Linked DNA regions of Pan troglodytes: region 2 is linked to region 1. A link is a contact called in public Hi-C data. All regions are on one chromosome and are shown on one strand. The core of a region is the stretch at or near the end of the contact, and the rest is flanking DNA. Distances in the headings are between cores, read along the strand shown.

The links. Hi-C and Micro-C count contacts between places; a contact is called where the count stands out from the background.
Region 2: a contact with region 1 is called in a Hi-C map of stem cell-derived neural progenitor cells, with 2.7 times the contacts expected there. The contact joins two enhancer-like sites. A contact is called at or near these places in 1 of 7 Hi-C or Micro-C datasets (stem cell-derived neural progenitor cells) and 1 of 1 other capture datasets (stem cell-derived neural stem cells).

Annotation. Positions count from the first base shown.
Region 1 is chr4:114,357,945-114,363,390 of NHGRI_mPanTro3-v2.0_pri, reverse strand. No RefSeq gene overlaps it. Among named protein-coding and RNA genes, the nearest start is that of SEMA6A, 78 kb to the right of the region's middle. Within about 2 kb of position 3,215, at least 17 of the 24 cell types and tissues checked have an H3K27ac peak or open chromatin away from gene starts, as enhancers often do. A contact at or near this core is called in stem cell-derived neural progenitor cells, where this site is marked.
Region 2 is chr4:114,522,326-114,527,771 of NHGRI_mPanTro3-v2.0_pri, reverse strand. No RefSeq gene overlaps it. Among named protein-coding and RNA genes, the nearest start is that of SEMA6A, 240 kb to the right of the region's middle. Within about 2 kb of position 3,266, at least 4 of the 24 cell types and tissues checked have an H3K27ac peak or open chromatin away from gene starts, as enhancers often do. A contact at or near this core is called in stem cell-derived neural progenitor cells, where this site is marked.

The DNA of each region.
Region 1 (5,446 bases), core at 1,966-4,465:
TTTTCACCTTTGCACAATTACTCATAGGAAATACAAGATAGTTGTGAGCTATCCTTTATGAATCCATCTCTACACTAACCCAGGAAGGAAATGGAGTTGCGATGAAGAAAAGTTGTTAAAACAAGAACTTTAAGTTTTAGATTTTGTCTTCATCGCTTGCAGGATTTCATTCTCCTTGAAACAAAAACTTTCTAGCAACTGGAATCACATTTTAACAAAATTAAATTTATGAACCAATTTTAAACCTTGGAGACCCTTACAAATCCAGACATTTGCTCCGATTGTTATAGCTATTATGAAATTATTACAAATCTCACCTTAAAATTAATAAGTGACACTCCATGAGCATAATTACATTGTTCATCTTTCCATAATCCATAATTCCTCTGTGTGTTATAACATGCGATCAGTCCTTCACATAACCCAGCTGCTTCAGATAATTGCTTGCTGTCCTACTGAGAAAAACTTCTAATAAATGATGCAAGAACCAAAAATAGTGCAACCCTTTCTCATTGCTACAGAATCAGAAATGGTTTTACCTAGAATTTAATTCTATGATTCTTTCCCCCTATTGACAATGGCATTCGGTGGGTTGGGAAGAGGAAGGATTAGAATATTTCAATTAGAACCCCTGCAGCTCTTTAGGAATACTACCAGAATTTTGCCACTAATTGAAGAAATAGATAACACGTGTCTTTGCTTCAGCAGCTCTTATTTCCTTAATAGACATTTTTTTCAGCAACTTTAAGAAATGTTTCCCTTTGAAATACAACATCACATAATGGGCCCCATCTGGAATGGCAACTTTGCACACAAGCTAAGAAATTAGAAAAACAAAACCTCATTTTTTTGTCTTTGTCTAGGGTGAATAATTGCAATTAGCTACTACAATATCTATATATGTTACTATGTTTAAAAAAAAAAATGAACAAAGCTTTTCAGTGACTAGGTGCCCAAAATCATAAAAGGCTGATATCCAAGAAAAAAAATCTGGTGAATTTTCTTTATTCAAACTGTGTTTTGGTTTTTATTCAGTTCTATATTACCTTCATTTCTCAGAGCTGGGCTTTTTTTTTTTTTTTAACATTCATTTAGAATAACATCAGAATCTTCTAATCTCCTTCTTCAAATTTGAAAAAATACCAAAAAATAAGAGTTTTTCTTTAAGTCAAAAAACATGAAGAAGTTCATGGGGAAAAAGTGGCCACTGTATTCTAGTGTAGGGGTAAATGAAGACTGAAGGAAGTAGAATTCAAGAGCTCGGGACAGGACAATGTTAAACTGCAATTGCTGAATCTTTTTATTCAGTAACACTTTCTGAGGTCTGTACTCAAAGAAACATTGAGAATTACATGCATAAATTAAACAAGGTTCTGTAATTGGAGAAAACCAAAGCCTTGTAAAGGAAAGTTAGGGACCAAAGATTTGGAAATCAATATATGATGAGGTGAACATTATATTGAAAACCACACTGAGGTGGGGTTTCTAGTCATGTGTGGAAACCAGCCCCATGATTTAAATTATGTCAGTGGGATAAAAGACTAGGTGGGTTCATTGAAATCCTGCATTCCAGCTTTGGCAAGTATTTATGGTTAGGATTGTGTTAGTTGCCACATTAACAATTTTGTGTTTGCCTTGCTCTCTCTCTGCCATCAACAGTACAATCAGTGGGATCAACCCTGAAGAGCTCTGTTTCAGTCTGAGGCATTCAGTTCACCCCTTTCCTTTAGTTCTATTTTATGACATGATTCTAAATCAACAGTTTTTCACCCCTGTTTCGAGAGGGTTTTCTCCCCAGAAATTAAGGAAAGGTATGTTACATAGCAAATGAAAAAGAGAGAAGGCTGATTCTAATTAAAAGCAGAACATGAAATTGACTTGAAAGCATTAGGTTATGAATTTTCCCTATCATTATATCTTAAGTCCTTTATAAACCCAATCATCATCTATGACAGCTAAAATAAGAAGTCTTCTTATTCCTTCCAGCTTTTCTATAGTCTTAGGAATTGCTGCCGGCTGAAATGTAAATCCTACTATGATGGCTGTACATAGAAATAGAAAGTGTCTTCCAAGATAAAACAATGAGTGCTAAACACAACGAGCATAAAAAGAAAACTATTGGTATTTTCAGAACTCAAAGGACTATATGCCTTTTGAAGATACACTTTGGACACAAAAAAATCACTACAACAGAAATATCTGCTATTCCATCTACCTCTGTAAACATATGTTTTGAGCCTATGGATGCTGCTTATTTCATTAAATCACTATGAATCTGGGATTAAAATCATCATGCTATTACATTGCAATGCCTTTTCTAAAGCACAATATTCCCCATAAGTGTTTACTTTCATTCCTTTTTCTAGTCCTCTATCCTATTCCCCTTTCTATGGCAATTATCCATGACAATAAGAATTGCCTAATGGTGTCATTTTGTAATCCAGGAACACAGGTGCTCATATGAAAGTTTCACAATAAACTTTGGGAGATGAGATCAGAGACTCAAACGTACTACTGTCTCATTGAACAACAGCTATAAGAAATAATGCAACAACTCCCCTGCAGACGGAAAGGCTTAACAAGTAGAAATTCCTACGTTTGTGTGTGGTTGGTATCCTGCAAGCACTTTTTTTAGCGAACAGACTTCACAGCCCAAAATAATATCCCTTTCCCCCAGACAAATGGTAGATCCCAAGAGATTTCTTTGGAGCACAAACCCTGCTCAGAGTGACAGGCAAAGTCACTGAAACTAAAGTCCCCCATTTAAGAGAGGTGATCCCAAGTGAAACTAATGTTTCAGAATTAATCTTTCAGGAAAGGTAAAGCTAGAATCTCTGTAATTAACATTTTGCAAATGTTTCCTTGGAAAAGGGAAAGAAAATAGATAAACAGTCTACAAATTTTCATAACAATAGAAGGGTAAAGTTCTGATGTTGACCCACCCACCACATAAACAACTGACAAAAAGGCACTATTAGCAAGCTCCTCTCAGAGCTGATTAAAGGGACTCCACGCTTTTCCTAAAATCTCCATGTTATGACACACTCTCTGGCAAACCCTGGACCCTGTTATTACTCTCCTCAGTTCAGCAACACTCAGAAACCTCGGTCCCCAGGGACGTTGTCATGTTTCACAAAGGCCGCATTGTGTCTCTAATGCCGACTCTCTCCGCGGTTCATTTTGCATGCTCTGCATGCGCATGTTTGATTTTCAGAACATGACTCATGCCTTTTAAGTTACTCCCCAGACTTACAAATGGAGGAAAGGAGTGATGGGTTGGCTGATTGGAAGTGAAAGAAGGTGTCCTTTCCCTGGACAGTCTGACTTTTTAAAGAATGCATTAAGTGACTTCCTGGCTCACCAGGATCAATGTGATGTGACATTTGAGAAGGGACAGCAATAGTGGGTGTTCCCCTTACATTATTTTTACACAGTTCATCTTTTTTTTTTTTTTTTTTTACTGACAGGAATAAACCCCCCTCCCCTCCTTCTCTCAGTAGAATAACAGAGCAACATAGAGCTCAGCCAGATTTTCAAAACGATTGTGTTTAAACCTCAAGATTTCAGTGAGTGACCCATTTAAAGTTACTGTTAAACAGTATTGAATATGATTTTGTAATCTGTGTTCAGTCCTGATGGGCTGCAGGATTTGGGTAATATGTAATTATTTCACACTTGTGGAAGGAGGCAAAGACAATTTATTGTCTAGATTCACTTGGGAAGCCTCCTTCAGTTTTTGAAAGAGCATCCCTGGAACAGAAGTAGCCCCACCCACCACTCAGGGATTGGGAGGGTTGTTCTGCTTGAGACAGGGAAAGGAAACCAGTTATTGGCTTCTAAAATGGGGATATGGGATGTGGGATTAGGAATGTGGGGCGTGGGGAGAAGTGAGGAGTAACAGGGAGAAGAGCAGGTGCTTGGAGAAAGGCTCTCAATACCCCCTGGAAAGGGTGATCAACAGACATTTCAGCATGGATTGTACCTCCTGAACTGATCAGTGTTGCCACATAAACCTCACTGTTGCTGTGTAAATTCAATCCCACCTGCACATCCACTTAACTCCTATTCATTCCAGAAAAATCTACTGGTATATTTGGGACGGATTATGTTGATTGTTGAAATCAAAACCTGAGCTTCTCTGTGTTGTCCATGTTATGCAGCAGAGGCTGCTGCCTACAAGAAATGGAAATCCAAGGACAGAAACCATAAAAGCTGGCATAACCACTAGACACCTGGGGAAACTGCAGAAATTTTGGAAAGACTTAGGGGTGCTATGCCTGCTGCAGAGTTGGGGCTTAAGATAATCTGACCCAGATCTATAGGCGCAGAGAAGTTGCCACTACATCTGGATTATACTTTTCCCCTCTGTCAACATTTACATGTTTCCTATGTGTATGTCTTACATACCTGTGGATATGCAAATGTGTATGTATATGTGTGAGAGAAACTTTGGGGTAGTAACTGGCCCCAAATAGCAGCTCACTGAACTTTTTCCATTCTTCTGTTTCTCTGACTAAGAGAGTGGCTAGTTTTAGACAAATCTGCTAAAACCTTGAGTGAAAACCCTGAGTGAAAACCCTGGGGCCTGCAGAGAGAATTTGTTCTGTCATTGACAGCTCAAACGATCCTGGGGTGGAGTGCTCTGACATCATTGTAATCATAATGCTCTTCGTTCTTTTATTATTTTGACTTATATTTTTATACTGTTCAAAAAAACTTTTACATCTATTATGTCATCTCATGCTAACGACACCCCCGTGAGGTGGAAGGAAAGGTTATTATTATAATTCAGCTACTCTCCTGTCAACAGAGCCATGACTGAAGCCCCAAGGCCCACAGCAGGGAAGGCAGCCTAGTGGCTTCATGGCTCTCCCGGAAAGGTCCTCCAAGGCTGACGCCATGACCAGGTTTCGCGGGTAGCCAAAGGAAAGAGTCACAAAAAGGGCCGCCTGCCCAGTTGGGCATATGCCAACAGCTCTGTCTGGCAGGAGTGGCATGGGACAGGGATGAGAACTGTTCTCCTTTCTTTCTTGTTTTGAGTCTATTACAGCACACAGGGTTTGAGGCATTAGAGGGGCTGGCATGAGTCTTTACCCTCTTCATCCAATCTGGGAGATGATAACGCAACAGGATAGGATGGGAAAGAACTATCCTCGTTTTTTGTTTAGAGCTCTTTCTTTGGCAAAGCAGCAAGAAAACAAAAATTTCTATGTTTGAAGAAAAAATGTTTTTTTTTAAATATTTTTTTCCTCCTCTAAGCCAGCGACGGCCAAGTTTATAGGTGCTAAATGGCCATAAAATGACCAGGTAAGTCACTTTATCTTCTTCAATGATTTCTATGTTCATGGCACGAGGTAAAAATAAATATGTATAGTGATCAGCCTGGTATCTGGTACATAGTATAAGTTCATTAAGTCTAATCTATTATTATAATTATATGCATAAG
Region 2 (5,446 bases), core at 2,017-4,516, 160 kb before region 1:
GCAGTGGCGCGATATCGGCTCACTGCAGCTCTGCCTCCTGGGTTCACCCCATTCTCCTGCCTCAGCCTCCCAAGTAGCTGGGACTACAGGCGCCCGCCACGATGCTAACTTTTTGTATTTTTAGCAGAGACGGGGTTTCACCATGTTAGCCACGATGGTCTTGATCGCCTGACCTCATGATCCGCCTGCCTCGGCCTCCCAAAGTGCTGGTATTACAGGCATGAGCCACCATGCCCGGCCATATTCCATATTCTTAAATGCTGGTAACCTTGTTAAGTATAATGTATTTTTCTCCTTCAAATATTGATTTATATTTTGAGTGTTGCATGCGTAGTGTTTGCTTTTATCTTAAGCAATTTTTCTTTTGCCGAAGAAGTAGATCAGCTCCACTATGGTAGAAAATAGATAAATAGCTAGATAGTTGATCATTAGAGATAGAGATAGAAAAATATAACGTGTTTTTATTTATGAGAAGCTCCAGTCTAATGTATGAAATCGAAACACATGAATTCCAACATAAGTAACATAGACTCCCATTAGTTCTAAACAAATTGGTCTTCTGAAAGCATTAAAGTTTCCATATTACTTAACTCTTCCAATAATAATATGTTAATCAAAGAAATTGAATTAGCAATATTTTGATAACTGATTTCCATAAACCATAAAAACAGTTCTGGGTTTTAAAAAAAACAAACAAAAACAACAACAACAAAAAAAACCTCATAGGGAGAAGCAAGCAACTCCTTTATATTTTTAGTTGTGCTAAACATCCTAGAACAGTGACAATGTCTCTGCCTTTGCCCAGTATGGATTTACTAACAGGCAAAAATCCTGTATGGATTTACTCTGAATACTATAAGACTCTGGGTCCCATGCAAGTCTGCTCTTCCAAGTCTGGTTCAAATTGTCTGCTCTTACCATATTCTGGTTTGTTTGTTTTTTTTTTTTAGTGTACATGTAAATGCCATTTATTTATTTATTTGTTTGTTTGTTTATTGGAAAGCATTTTACTCTGTTGCCCAGGTTAGAGTTCAGTGGCACGAAGATGACTCACTGCAGCCTCAATCTCTTGGGGTCAAGCCATCCTTCCTGTGCAGTCTCCCAAGTAATTGGGACCACAGGCACGCGCCACCATGCCTGGCTAATTTTTGTATTTTTTGTAGAGATGAGGGTCTCATCATGTTGCCCAGGCTGGTCTCAAACTCCTGGGCTCAAGCAGTCTTCCCACTTTGGCCTCCCAAAGTGCTGGGATTACAGATATGAGCCACTACAACAGGACTATTCTGTTCTTTTCGTAGATATTTTGGGATTAATGTAACCTTCCGTTTTTATCATTTGTCACTGACTGTAGGTCATTTACATTTAAAAAGTGTCTACATTGCCTCTAACAGGCCCTGACTACCACATTTTTGATGCTGAATTGTAGAAAATGGCTTAAACAATAACTCAGTATGTCTGATCTTAACATAATCAGACGAGATCGGGCGCATTCAGGGTGGTATGGCCGTAGACCATAATCAGAACTTTGTTGGATCACAGGTGGTTATATTTGCCTGCAGCTCAATTGGTCTGAATACAATGTAATATTGTATATTCATAAGAATGCAAGTAGTGGTAACTGCATTTTCAGTGAAGTTTAATAAATGTTTTATAGTTTACATAGTACATAATACATGTTATTTACTGCAAGTAAATAGCTAATAAGGTTTTATCTAACAGGTGTTTTAGAAAAAGATAACCCAAAACATAATTCCTCTCTCATAATAAAAGGATGAACATGCTCTTGTGTGTGTGTATGGTTTATCGAACTGAACTTCTGTAAGTAAAATGTTAGACCTAGAAAATGTGCATTGTGGTGTATTCCCAGTTTTTGCATGTTTGGTTGCAAGTGTTTGAACTTCCAACTTATGTGAAATCAAAAGTAAACTGAGATTCAGGCAAATTGTAATTTTATCTCTGAGATTTCCTGATAAGGTAGTATGTGGAAGATAATCGAGTAATGATTGAAAGACTCAGGACGGGTGGAAAACAAGGGCGGGGATGGCAAAGCCATGGTATACCAATCATCATTAGACCTTCTCTTTCCTTGTAATCAGAACCACCACTCAAAGTCCTTTATAAAATGCCTGCAGGTAGTCTCTACCAACTGACCAAATGTGGCACTCAAAATGAAACCTATTTGCCACCCTGCCTAATTGCATTTAATGACATACTTATTCCACAAAAGACTGGAGGATCAGAAGAGGAAAGGTCGTGTTACCAAGAGACATAAACAGGCCAGGTGCTGTGGCTCATGCCTGTAATTCCAACAATTTAGTAGGCCAAGGTGGGCAGATGGCTTCAGCTCAGGAATTCGAGACCAGCCTGGGCAACATGGCAAAACCCCGTCTACAAAATATACAAAAGTTGTTGAGGTGTAGTGGCGCACACCTGTAGTCCCAGCTACTCAGGAGGCTGAGATGCCAGGAATGATTGCTCCCAGGAGTTCGAGGCTGCAGTGAGCTACTATTGCACCACTGCCCTCCAGCCCAGAGCAAGACCCTGTCTAAAAAAGAAAAAAAAAAAAAAAAACACAGAAAAAAAGAAAAGTGAACAATGTTGTGTCTTCCATCCCACTTTTGGGGACTTACATTTTTGGAGGCCAGCATTTTATTTATTTATTTTGAAACGGAGTTTTGCTCTTGTTGCCCAGGCTGAAGTGCAATGGCATGATCTCGGCTCAATGCAACCTCTGCCTCCCAGGTTCAAGCGATTCTCTTGCCTCAGCCTCCCAAGTAGCTGGGATTACAGGCATAAGCCACCATGTCCGGCTAATTTTGTATTTTTAGTAGAGACGGGGTTTCTCCATGTTGGTCAGGCTGGTCTTGAACTCCCAACCTCAGGTGATCCGCCCACCTCGGCCTCCCAAAGTGCTGGGATTACAGGCATGAGCCACCGCACCCTGCAAGGCTGGCATTTTAAAGGCCTAGAGAAGTCCTGCAATAAGGAAGCTTGTTTTCCTTAGTTAACCCAGCATTTCTCATTTATTTTAAAAAATAAAAGAAAATCCTTAAAACATACTTTGCACAACACTTAGAATCTCCTATCCTACTCATTTGAGGCCAGTCTGTACACACAGCCCCTCTGTGGGGTGGTTTTAGAATGAGAATACCACGGTATGCTCTTTTCCTCCCACATTCAACAAGCAGTTTCCTAGAACTCCCAAAGTCCTCCTGAGATTTTTGCATACAAGAGCAAATGTCTAGAAGCTGAGCAGCAGCTGGTGGGCACTATACAGCAGCAGCCATACAGCCTCAGCCGATTGACTTCCTGCCCTGTGAGTACAGAGGGGCTCTTTGTGCTGAGTTGTTACATACATGGCATATATTTTACTTACTCTGAATATTTAAGTGGCTCTGTTTGTTTTTGAATTGTCAATCAAATATGTTAAAATTATATTCAAATATGCCAAAGCCATAATAATCTAAATGAAATCAGATAAATTGCAAGTTGAATAAGTGAAAATTAAAGAATAATTAAATCATACTTTTCTGCCTGTTAAAGATCTCAAAGTTCTAATCCTCTCTTTGTACAAGTAAGACAATGAAGGACCAAAGAAATGAAATAACTGTCCAAAGAAATTGATTTGATTGTTTTTAAGGACCAAGAATAATGCAAACTTGATGATGACAAATTATTACCACATAGAAAGAGTTTTCAATACATTAAATATTAGATTAAAGGGGCATTGACTTTGGCAAAAATCTTAAAATGATTGCTTATATGGGTTAAACAACTCTCCTTAAAATATATTTATTCTAATTACATCTTACTACTGCATTCTCTTTATCTCTCTCCCTAAGAGAGATACATACATATATAGGTATGTAAAATCTAGGTACATATATACCTATAAAGACAGGCCTTTGGATGTTCAGCACCTTAATTTCTTTTCAAATAACCTATCCTATTCGTCTCTCATGGAATACATATGTTCACCCAGATGATGGGTATGCTTTATGATAATAGAACTATAGAATGATTAGATAGATAGATTTGTCAATTATAAATAATAATGCTCAGGAATTATTTAAACCTTTCTTAAATTTCAGCCGTTACATGGGTTCTTGCTTTTATAATTTCCACACAGTTATAAAATCCCCAGTATTGCCTGTGAAAATATCAAGGCTGTGACCTCATTGCAACAGTAACACAGAAGCTAAAACAGCAGGTTGCAAAGCAAACCTTATCTTAAGTTTTTACACATTTCATTCAAACCTATGGTGGTTCTGGGTTGGAGAGTGAAAAGGCATCAGAAGGTCAGGTTTTCGAGGATCAAACTTTCTATTGTTCTTTGAATCAGAGATTGCATGTGAGCGTAGAGCTTTGCATAAGAATTAGTCCTCTTCCTTGTACCAAGTCAGCTATTTTCAGCTCAGCCTAGCAATTTTCGATTTCTTGGTTTGTAACTATGGCAATAAGATTAAATGGCATTCAGTAAAATTCATTTTACAAATTAGCTTGGGAGGGTGTCCATGACTGTGATGAAGGAGCAATACAGAAATACTAGGAATCGAGAGGGAAATTAAATCGGGTTTTGTAATATTCTTCAAAATAATCCTCAAAATCATCTACTGCCAGATGGCAGTTTGTGAGTGATGTATAGTGACTTGAAATAAAAACAATCAGATAACGGCTTGATAAATTCCTTGGCTCTGCATAAGCCACCACACCTCTCCACTTGCCTCCCGCCATCATACAGTGTCCTTTGTCTGGGAGTGCCTGAGTGTCTGTAGCCTTGCCAGAGTCTTTGATCTGGGAGTTTTTATACTAAATAACAGTCAAATCAATTTCAAACACCTTCATTACAGTACACAGCTCATTATGTTCTAGAGAAATGTTTAGCTCCAAGCCCCAGGCCACATTATAATGAGTACAGGAGTGCACACTAGTGTATACACACTCTACAGTACAGCTCCATATTTCCAGGCGATGGGGAGATCACCACAGGTCTCAGTAAAAAGCAGGCATTCGCTTGCGGCCTTTAAAGGTGCTTTCCTGAAGTTTTAAACCATTTGCCATAAAACATAGTTTTAATCTTGTTACGCTGTTAATGTTTTTCTTTTTCATCTACAGCCTTTTTCAAAAGAAAAATGCATATACAGACATAGGAAAGAAGGAGGTAGATAAATATTTTTTTCAAATTCTTAATGAGTGAATGTGTGTGTGTGTGTGTGTGTGTGTAGACAACTTCTTTTAAATAACGATATAAAAGAATTACTTTGGGGGCGGATTTCCATTATTCCCATTGTTGGTTTAGGCAGAAACTCAAGAGCCTCATTAAGGCAATAGTTTTATTTATACTTGATTTGCCCTTCTTACTTTGGGAAGGCAGGAAAATGAACAGAACCTCTCATGATCCCATTCTGCTCTCTAATCTTTTTGCTCTTTCAATGTCCAAGTGACC